Regions from separate parts of the Triticum aestivum genome. Here region 2 is linked to region 1. The links are chromatin contacts, called in public Hi-C maps. All regions are on one chromosome and are shown on one strand. The core of a region is the stretch at or near the end of the contact, and the rest is flanking DNA. Distances in the headings are between cores, read along the strand shown.

What was found. Hi-C and Micro-C count contacts between places; a contact is called where the count stands out from the background.
Region 2: a Hi-C map of leaf shows a contact between it and region 1, with 4 times the contacts expected there. The contact joins the promoter of LOC123165011 here to the promoter of LOC123167370 in region 1. A contact is called at or near these places in 3 of 5 Hi-C or Micro-C datasets (all in leaf).

Annotation. Positions count from the first base shown.
Region 1 is chr7D:556,644,811-556,649,617 of IWGSC CS RefSeq v2.1, forward strand. It overlaps LOC123167370, which reads right to left and starts at 1,607. Exons shown (of 9, transcript XM_044585214.1): 1 at 914-1,607; 2 at 1-759. The coding sequence starts at 737.
Region 2 is chr7D:556,779,651-556,784,764 of IWGSC CS RefSeq v2.1, forward strand. LOC123165011 reads left to right here and starts at 3,058. Exons shown (of 4, transcript XM_044582639.1): 1 at 3,058-3,271; 2 at 3,389-3,444; 3 at 4,452-4,493; 4 at 4,593-4,899. The coding sequence starts at 3,076. The coding sequence ends at 4,673.

The DNA.
Region 1 (4,807 bases), core at 357-2,856:
ATCTCACTGAAGTTTTGGTTGATGCTCAACCATATCCTTTTGCTGAACTCAGATTGGATGACCTCGTCATGGAAGACCTGCTGGGCAAGGGTGGTCTTGCCAATCCCACCAACACCTACGATGGCGAACACTGTGATGTTGGTGTTGACCTCATTTCTTGGGCGCATGATCTGGGACACCAGTGCTCTTGTGTCTTCTTTGATCTGGTCCCCAACCAGACCTGACCAGGACCGGTCAAGGTCCCCTGATGTCTCGTGGCTAGGATTGCCACGACCAGAGGCGTGGATGTTGCTGCTATGATCCTCGTAGGATCCGAGGTTGATAAAGTTGAAAGCAGCACTCCGCTCCTTGATGGAGTCAAGGCTCTTGTTGAGCGCTTTGATGCGGGTGCCGATTTCATGAGCATGGAAGGGATTCCGCATGCAGAAAAGCAGGGGATTGAAAAACCCTGGAATTGCGGTGGATGGTCCACGCTCCATGGCCTTGAGCTGGCAGAGGTCGAGGATGTCAGCAGCTTCATACATGGCACGCTTGAGCTGGCCCACCCAGGCTTGCACAGTCTCGTCCGTGATGTTCCTCCTATCAGCGTCGGCGAGGAAGTTCTTGAGGTCCTGGAGCTTGCCGCCCATCTTGTTGATCTCGCCCGACACGCCCAGCCTCGTTCCGAGCTCATCTTCTACCACCTGCTTGAGGTAGTCCCCCAGGTAGGATGCAAACGCATCCAGCACCATCACCATTGTTTAACTTGCTGGATTTTTGCTGTGATAAGAATTGAACACAATTAAGGTGAAATTTAATTTAAGTAGGAGCCGGAGACAATGAAATAAAACATGAACATTGCCTCTGAAGAGAAAGTAAACATGAAGCTTAACTAGCTAGGTGAGACAAATTAAACTTGAACTGGGCCACAAACCTTTGGGATGGATGGGATGCACGGTGGTCGGCGGCGAGAAATGACAGCAGATGGCGACCGCGGCAGAGGCGACGGTGTTTGGAGGGCATATGACTGCTGCTGAAACGCCGGGGGAGATCTGGAGGCTGGAGGGGTTGGGAGATACTTGCCGCCGCTGGCAGCTAGAGCTGGGTAAAGCATCTCATTCCCACCGCAACCGGCGCAGAGAAGCAAAGCATATGCCATTCCCGTCGGTGGAGCGAGCAAAGCACGGCCGCAAAGCACAAGCAGCCTCTTTTGCTTTTCTTTTGAGTAAAACTAAAGATTAACAGAGCAGAAGAGCAGGGAACCATCCAACTGGATCTGAACTGAATCTTTCCCGGATGCCACCTCATCAAGGTGGGCTTTTGCCTCGCGCGCACGCCGACTTCTTGGTTGTGGGCGGCGGCTAGGGGAAGGCAGCAGGCAGGGCTGGCCCGAGGGCAGGAGCAGGAGGCCTCCGCCGACACCGCGACGGGGGGTACGAGGAGGTGGCAAGCAGTACAGCCGTGGCCGGGTCGTCCGTGGTGGCGCGACGGCTTCCGGGGTGGGATTCGGGTGCGGGGATGGAGCGGCTTCGTCGGCGGCCATTGTTGGTCGGGGGGTGGGAAGGAGAGGAGAGGGGAAGGGTTGGAGACGAGACGATGAAGTGAGCTGACAGGTGGGCCACTCCAACCTCGACGTAGTCCAGTGTAACCCGGCATTCACAGGACCGGACCTTACAAAGCCCCACCTCAAAACGAGCCCGGGCCCAACCTGACCTGGCCCACAGCCCAGAGAAACGGCCACTTCTCATTTTTTGAAAATCTATACTACTATTAAACAAGCAAACATATTCATCGCTAAACGCACTCAGCCTAATCTACACACAACAACCCCGACCAATTACAGCCTCACGTTCAAAGTCATTTAATTTCGTCTAACCGTTCAGATTACACTAACCATCAGCCAAGAGTGCGTTTATCAATTTTCCCTGGCGGACGATTACTTTGCCGAATCGATGTCCTCCCACACCCGCACAAGTAGGAAAAAAGGTGGAATCATAAAAGGAAACAAACACGTCCTGGCTTCCTGATGAGGGACGCGAGGGCCGCGGAAAACGCGAAGACAACCAACCCTCATCCGGCGCATCTGAGAGCAGGTCGCCGCCCCGGCCGATCCACTTCTACCGTACGCGAGAGCAGGCTGCCGTCCTCGCCGCTCCTCCGACGGAGGCAATTGCAGGACGCCGCCCCTGCCGCTGCTCCTCTGCTTCCCCATGTAGGCCGCTGATCCTCTTCCCACGGACGCGAGCGCAGGCCAACGCCCCCGCCGGTCCCTTTCTAACGAACTTAAGAGCAGGCCGCTACCCCCGCCGCTCCTCCTCCAACGGATGCGAGAGCAGGCCGCCGCCCCGCTGCTCCTCCTTTGCTACCCCAGGTATGTGGCCGCCGAACAGACAACACGGCCGCCACCCGCCGCTCCTCATCGTCTTCACCCACGAAGATGCTACTAATTAAGGTGGCTTAGCGCTCTGCGGGTCGATTGATTTGTAGGAATGGAATTCATAGGATTTTTAATGGTTTGTTGGCGCTCTATTTTGGAGAAAATTTCTGTCAATTTCTGATTCAAATTCTTGTGGTTCTGGCAGTGTCAACGGAATAGAGGAACGCAGCGGAAGGAGCATCAGGCACGCGGTTGCGGCGCCGGCGAAGGTCGGAAAAGAGATGGGTGGGTTCTCGCCAAGTTTCTGCGGCTCATGGTGTTCATCCAACTCCCTAGAACAACTAGAAGATGAGTTACCACGACTTCTACATCAAAGGTTGGATCTTTAGTAGTTTGTTGGTGGGTGTGCCTACTTATTAATTTGATTTGATAAGTCAACCTGAGGAACTGCAGATTGGGTGTGAATGAAGTTGTTAATATCATTTCGTTCGTGTGTACTTGTGTACTAATGATAGCTGCTGCGTTTGTCTGTGAGAGCTGCTGCGTTGTATAAGGCCGACGTGCACCAATGTAAACTTTAGGTGAAGCTTACAACACGGCGAGGGATAGCCTTGATTTCTGCATGAGTAATGCACCTGTAATGTTTCATGTTGTGTTCCTGGACTGCCAACATTACAGAATGATAAGCATTATGAATCAGATTTTTCTCCGCATGACAATTGGTATGGTTGTTGCTTGACAAATGATTTAAAGGCATAAACTGATTAGAGAACATGTCATGTGTTCTAATTTCTGAATCATATAGTTCACATCAATATTTTGAAGCTGAACTAGATTGATTTTTATGTTTTCCACTAACTGCACCTGCACCTGCACATGCTAAATTTGTAGAATGTTACCTTCCAATAAGAGGAATCAGATAAAAAGAAGTATATGTAACAAAATTAATTTTCGTAACATGTACGACTTCCAAATTTATATATTCGAGCTCATTGTCAGTTCAAATACCTCTGTTTCGATGTTATTGGTGATTCCAGTTGAATTGAATGTTGAGAATTGCTTTGCAGCCTGATGTACAACACTAACATTTTTCGTAAAGAAGAATAAATTTAATCGGAGATGCTTCTATTTATTCTCTAATGATGTAACCATATAACTTGTATGCTTTCTCTTGTCAACAAGCAAGGTACTTCTTTCAGCAACTACTTTCGGAGGTCTGCTACTGCCATTTCATGGTACACTTTGCTTTGGAAAATTATCAAAGGAAACCAATGCAGATTTCCCCCCTCATTAACTGATGCTAGAAATGCAGGAAATCTGTCACCATGATCTTAAACATGATGAGAGTCGAACATCCCAGTGAAAATTTGCAACTTTGGTTACTCAAAGGTGCTAATACTTGTGTTATGTATCATGGATTGCTAGAATTGATCTTTCCCTTTTATGCTCTTCAATTGATATACCGTATTCAGCTATCTAACTCTTGCTTTCCATACACTTCTTTAGCAGAACATCATCATATATTTGACTGCTTAAAGAGACGACTTTGAATGGAAAATGAGTAAAGACACTGACTATTATCGCAGCCAATAGATTTATTTGTTGTGCTCTTCCGAACTGGAATACCCTCAATGCTAATAATTTATTAATTTTATTTAGATGACACCTAAACCCCTAAGTCATGTTTCTTGCAGTGTATTTTTTTACACTTCATTAAAATTAATTATATAGGTCTACAATAGTTGCTTCTTTAAATTAAAGTAGTCTGCTTATGAGAGATATAAAACAATCCAGTTCTCTGACCATGAATATTGTGGGAAATTTCAAAATATTTGATGGAAAATTCTACACACTTGAAAAGGAAAGTTGGGTACTTTCGAAAAGGAAGATTCTCTGGCATGCATTTTCTAAGTTGTAATGCTCTGCTTTCACTTGCACAATAACACTGCTCCTAGATGTACCTTGCCTTGACATGCACAATAACATTGCCTTGATGTACTATTCGGAAAGAATATGCAAAATAACATTTGCTCGGAGAATAATTTTAATTGCCTTCTTAACATCAATATTTTAGGGGCACGGTATGCCTCACTCCAGGAACAATGTACCATTGCGACTGCTTCTAATTGAGTTTTATATTTAATCATTTGCCCTCAGAGCGCATTAAACACCCATGTATCTTTCTTGAACTGATGGGTATCACCGGATTTGGACAAATACATTTATGATCTGGTAGTTTGACTATCGTTCTTTGGTAATTTACTTATTGTTACATGTATATACCAGTTGTAAAATGCACCTAATTGTAGCGTTGGCACTCTCCGCGCGTGTTTCGTCACGCTTGGACCAATATTGTGAGCATCCCAGCATGCTGTGGCTCTGCATGTCAAGGGCGGTGCGTTGTTGGACAGGGTACAGGTTCTCTCGAGTGACGAAAGGACGAAGGAGAGT
Region 2 (5,114 bases), core at 1,808-4,307, 140 kb after region 1:
CGCCTCCACCGGTGCTCCTCCAAGCACTGGTCTCGCGCGCGGCCTTTTCATGGCGCCACGGACGGCCTCGGTGGCAGGTGGCGTCACGCGGGCGCCCGCCGTGAAGCCACGTGCCCCCCTCTCGAAGCTCCCAAATGCGGCACGGGCGAAGGCGGGCAAGGTGTCCAGGAAGAAGAACAAGGCGACGGACGGCTCCTCTAGGCGACCGAAGAAGAAGCTTGCAGGGCGTGCGACGGATGCGGTGGTGACAGAAGCGCCGGCGAGCTCGCTTGTTGCGTCGGCGGCCGATGCGCACAAGGTGTTCGATGAAATGCCCACAAGGTAAAATTTCGCCCACTTTTTGTTGTTGTTGTTGTTTTTTGAATGCATACATGGATAGCTTATTTGCTTTGTTGTATATACTTTGTAGTTTCAATGATGAGACATATATGTCAACTACGGGTGTTGGCTCCAACAACTCTCATTAGTCTCAAACCAATGATGTGCATTTCGATGATCATGAGTTTGAGGTAGACGAGGATGGTGAGGGTATCGTCGATGCACCGAAAGGAAGAGCGGGCAACTACACCATGGACGAAGACATCTTGCTATGCAATACATGGTTGCAAGTGTCTAGGGATGCCACCGTTGGAGCAGATCAAAGTAGAGATGCATATTGGATCCGGATGAAGGAGCACTTTGATTTACACAACAAAATTGGAATTGACCGCTCGGAAAGATCTCTTCGCTCCCGGTGGTCGACAATCAACAGAGATTGTCAAAGGTGGGCGGCCGCACTTAAGGCGGTTGACACGTTAAACCCAAGTGGAACTAATGATATAGATAGTGTAAGTGTCATTTCTTTCATGATTCTTCCATGTCCATGCTTCTTCTTGGTGTTTCAAGTGCACAAACTTATTTCAAGGAGAGGAGAAGAAGACCAAGAAAGGGAGACCATTTACCTTGCCTCATTGCTATGATGCGTTGAAGGATGATGAGAAATGGAAGCCCCGTGATGGTATCGATGATGAGGAGAGCAACAAACGCAAGCGAACTATTGATTTGGATGATGATGAGGAGGAGGCATCAAGTGATGGCGGCAAGAGAAGCCCTACACCAAACTCGGTTGCGTACTCCAAGCCAAAAAGACCAAATGGATGCAAGAAAGACAGAAAAGAAAAGAAGACGAGGAAAGGAGATGATGAGCTAAAAATGCTATGGAAGCTATTGTGAACGCAAGAAGGGAAGCGAACGAGGTGAGGAAGATGGCAAGAAACCAAGATGCGGAGGCTGAGGAGAGGAGGGTGGCGGCCGAGGAGAGGAAGATGGCATTGGAGGAGAAGAAATTGGCCATGGAGGAGCGAACTAGATTGTTGGAATGGGAGAAGCACTTGTTCTCCATGGACACATTTACCCTCGATGAGAAGCAAAAGGAGTACGTCAATCTTGCCCGTGAAGAAGTCTTGGCCCAAAAAAAGAGCCATGGCCATGGGAGGCATGGGAGCTACTATGGGAGGCATGGGGGGCATGGGTTGCATGGGAGGCATGGGTGGCTTTGGAGCTACCATGGGCGGCATGGGAGGCATGGGTGACTTCGGAGCTACCATGGGAGACATGAGTTTTGCGTCTCTCATGGGAGGCATGGGAGCACCTCCGGGTGACATGGGCAGACGCATGTCTTCCGGTGTGCCCCACATACCTTCGCATGATGCCGTTGGAGATCTTGCCAACACCTTCCGAGCTCCCAATGATGATGTGGCGCGACACAATGAAGAGGAGGACGAAGAATCGTCTTCGGATGAGGATGAAGAATCGGAGGAAGAGGAGGACGAAGATGAGGATGAGGCATGATTGTTGTGCCATGTGTTTGTGTAAACTTTTATGTCATGAACTTGGTTGGATGGTTTTGAACTTGGTTGGATGATGATGTGATGTGGCATGATTTTGAACTTGTTTGAGTGATTTTAAACTATGCTATGTCTTATTTTGATGTTTGAAATATCACCATATGGTCTCCAAAATGAACATATTGCAAGCGCCGGCTGCTCGCGCGCGCTGTAGTTTAGCGCGTCTGCTGGAGCGGCGCGCGCGCGCAATTGTTTGCAGCGACCGCTGGAGCCAGCGCTCCGCGGTGCGCAAAAACTGGCGATTCCGACACTGTAAACGGTTTTTAGCGCCGTGCGTTGCACGGCTGTTGAAGATGCTCTAAAGCATACAAGATTGATAATATAATAGCAAGAAACAATCAAATATTATAGATACGTTGGAGACGTCTCAGTGGTTGTGTAGGAGCAGGCGACACGTGCACGCCGTGGCGGCCACTTCGGCCATCTTCTCCCCCAACAGAAGGCGTCGACCGAAAGATATGGGGGTGCGTAGGCGCAGGAGGTCGACCAGGGGGCGAGCGGGCGTTCACCACCATAGGAGCATCTGGCTGCCGCCAGCCACAGCTAGCAGCAGGCTCACCATGGCCACCATGCGCCTCTGCGAGCCCCTTGCATCGGCCACCCCGAGCCCGCCGAGCACGAGCCCCTCTGGCCGATTGGCCGCGCGCCGCAACGAGGACTAGCAACCGTCGCGCCCCCGCACATCGCTTCTTGAGCCTCACCGGCCTCGGCGCCGCCGTCGATTTTGCTGTCAACGTAGGAATGGACCAGGCTGCGTTGTCGGGGTGGAGTGGGCCGCCTCGTAGGGGTGGTGCGAGAGCGCGTCGCCGGGAGTGGTCGCGGTTGTGTTGCACGGCGGCGGGTCTAGAGACTATGCAGAGTGGAATGGGAGAGAGTGAAGGGGCAGTGTGGAAGGAGATGATAAGGTGCGGCTTTGGCGAGGAGGAAGACGTTTGGCACGACACGGTGTTTTCCCGAACTAAGAGAACGTTGACATGGCTGATTTCCTTTGCTTTAAGATTCGTGTCTGCAATCAACTGTCCAGACGTCATTCGGTCCGACAGTTTAAAAAACAGGACATTTGGGCGTTATCGTTTCCATTTTTTAAGGGTTCTATAAGTGATACATTTTTTTAGGCAAATTTTTGTGAAATTTCTATAAGCGATGCATTGCAACCCCCTGTGCCCGTGAGCCAACGGAGGCCCGGCCCATGCTCTCCCGACCACAAGGCGAGATTCCATTTCCCACCAACCCCTCTATATATCCCTTTTCTCTTACCCTCCACGCCCATTTCCTCACGCCTTTCCCCACCTTCCGTCCTTCCCCCGTCGTCGCGGCTCCAGCTAGGGTTTCTCGCCCCCGCCCTCCCGCCTCACCGCCGGCCCCGTCCGCCATGTCGAAGCAAGGTATGTCTGCTCGCTCCCCACCGATCAACGCGAGATCGATCCCGCCGTCGTTTGTCGCCGACCGATTTGGTCCCCCGGGGTTCTGACGTCTCTTCCGGTTTCGGGGCTGTTTTGCAGGAGGGAAGGCCAAGCCGCTCAAGCAGGCCAAGGTCGCCGAGAAGGACTACGACGAGGTATGTTGTCGTTCTCCCTTTGCTGGCGCTCCCGATTCGTCGATCTGCCCCTGTAATTCTAGGTTTGGAGATGTTTAGGTTGATCTGGTGTAGATCGGTCCGTGCTTGGTTGGTAATTGCGGATGATTCGATGGGGGGATATGAATCTGGCCGGTTGCTATGCTTATGCGCCTGTTGCGCTGCACTGGAATCTTGTCAAAATTAAGGGCTCGTGAATGTTTGGTCTTGGGTGAATGCAAGCGATTCGCTTTACTTAACGGGAAGGGGAATTTGTCGAATTGCTACGAATTATGCTATTATGCTGGATGAGAGTGTCACCTTAATGCTAAATTTGTGATGATCTAAATTTTCGGGCGGTAGTGTGTGCAAGCGAGTGAGCAGTGTTATGCGTCGGTGTCTGTTGCTTGGTTAGACTTGGGACTTTGCATTTGCTAACATTTCTATATAAGCAAAGTTGCCTTCTGTTCTTGTTTGTATCATCTAACACATTAATCGGTCATGGATTATCTAAGGTGAATATTTGAAGTAGAACTTGCTGCAAAACCTGGAGTGCATTGGCATGTTCCTTTCTTTATGCCATTCCTGTAATCTGTTTGCTAGGCGCTGACAAGTGCGCACTGTGCAGTTAGTCCACCTTAAAACTCAACTGTATTGTATTTGTTCATCTTGTTCTGAAGGGAGTGGTGTATTTATTTTAGTTGCTTAAGCCTGTATTTTTTGTTTGTTTAAATATTTGTAACTCTCAATCTCGGTCATCCTAATTGGCCTCCAGCCACACTAACATCCTCTTATAATACATAAGCTTGACAGTGGCAATTATGCCCATGTGTTGTGATGTTGTGAGAAAGAGGAAGGTGATCTGATTTATTTATTTTTACCATCCTTGTAATAGGACCCTGCTTTGCTTGAAAAACCAGTCCATGACAGATCGAAGCCTGACATGAGCTACTTCAGTGACCAGTTACACTTACCTGTACTGATCTGTTTTGGTTTCCTCTGTGTTGCAGAATGACCTGGCATACCTCCAGAAGAAGAAAGATGAGCAAAAGGTGAGACCACTAGCAGCTATCCAGTATTTCCTTCTACACTGCTTGTCCTATGATGACCCTTGTTACTGACCTGAACCATATTATCTTCTTGTCGACCAGGCCCTGAAGGAGCTGAAGGCCAAGGCAGGCCAGAAGGGTGCGCTGGGAGGATCCGGTCTCAAGAAGAGTGGGAAGAAATGAGTCTGCCCACCCATTCGTAATACCCAGAAAATGATAATCTATCTATCTACCTATCTGTGTCGCGCTTCACTCTCTGTGGTTGTAACAGACTACCTTCAGTTGTGTTGAGCATTGTGCATCGTCGCAGTACGTCGCTGAAACCTATGGCATGTCAGCAGCCTCTTCTGCTTATCTGTGATACAGATGGTTCGTAGCTAATAATGACATGACTTGTTTTGTGATGAAAGTCCCTAGTGTGTGCAGCAAGTCTTCCAATTTCGTTCTGTTGATTGCCTGCTCTGGTTCTGCTTAATTTTCATTAGCTGCTTCCACTTTGTTAGTTGGTTGCCGGTATTTGTTTTTTTTTTTCTGATTGTGCATCATTTCCATGTGTTTCTGAACGAGCACCTGCTGTGTCCACTTTGTTAGTTGATTGCTTATACATTCCTTGACTTCTATATT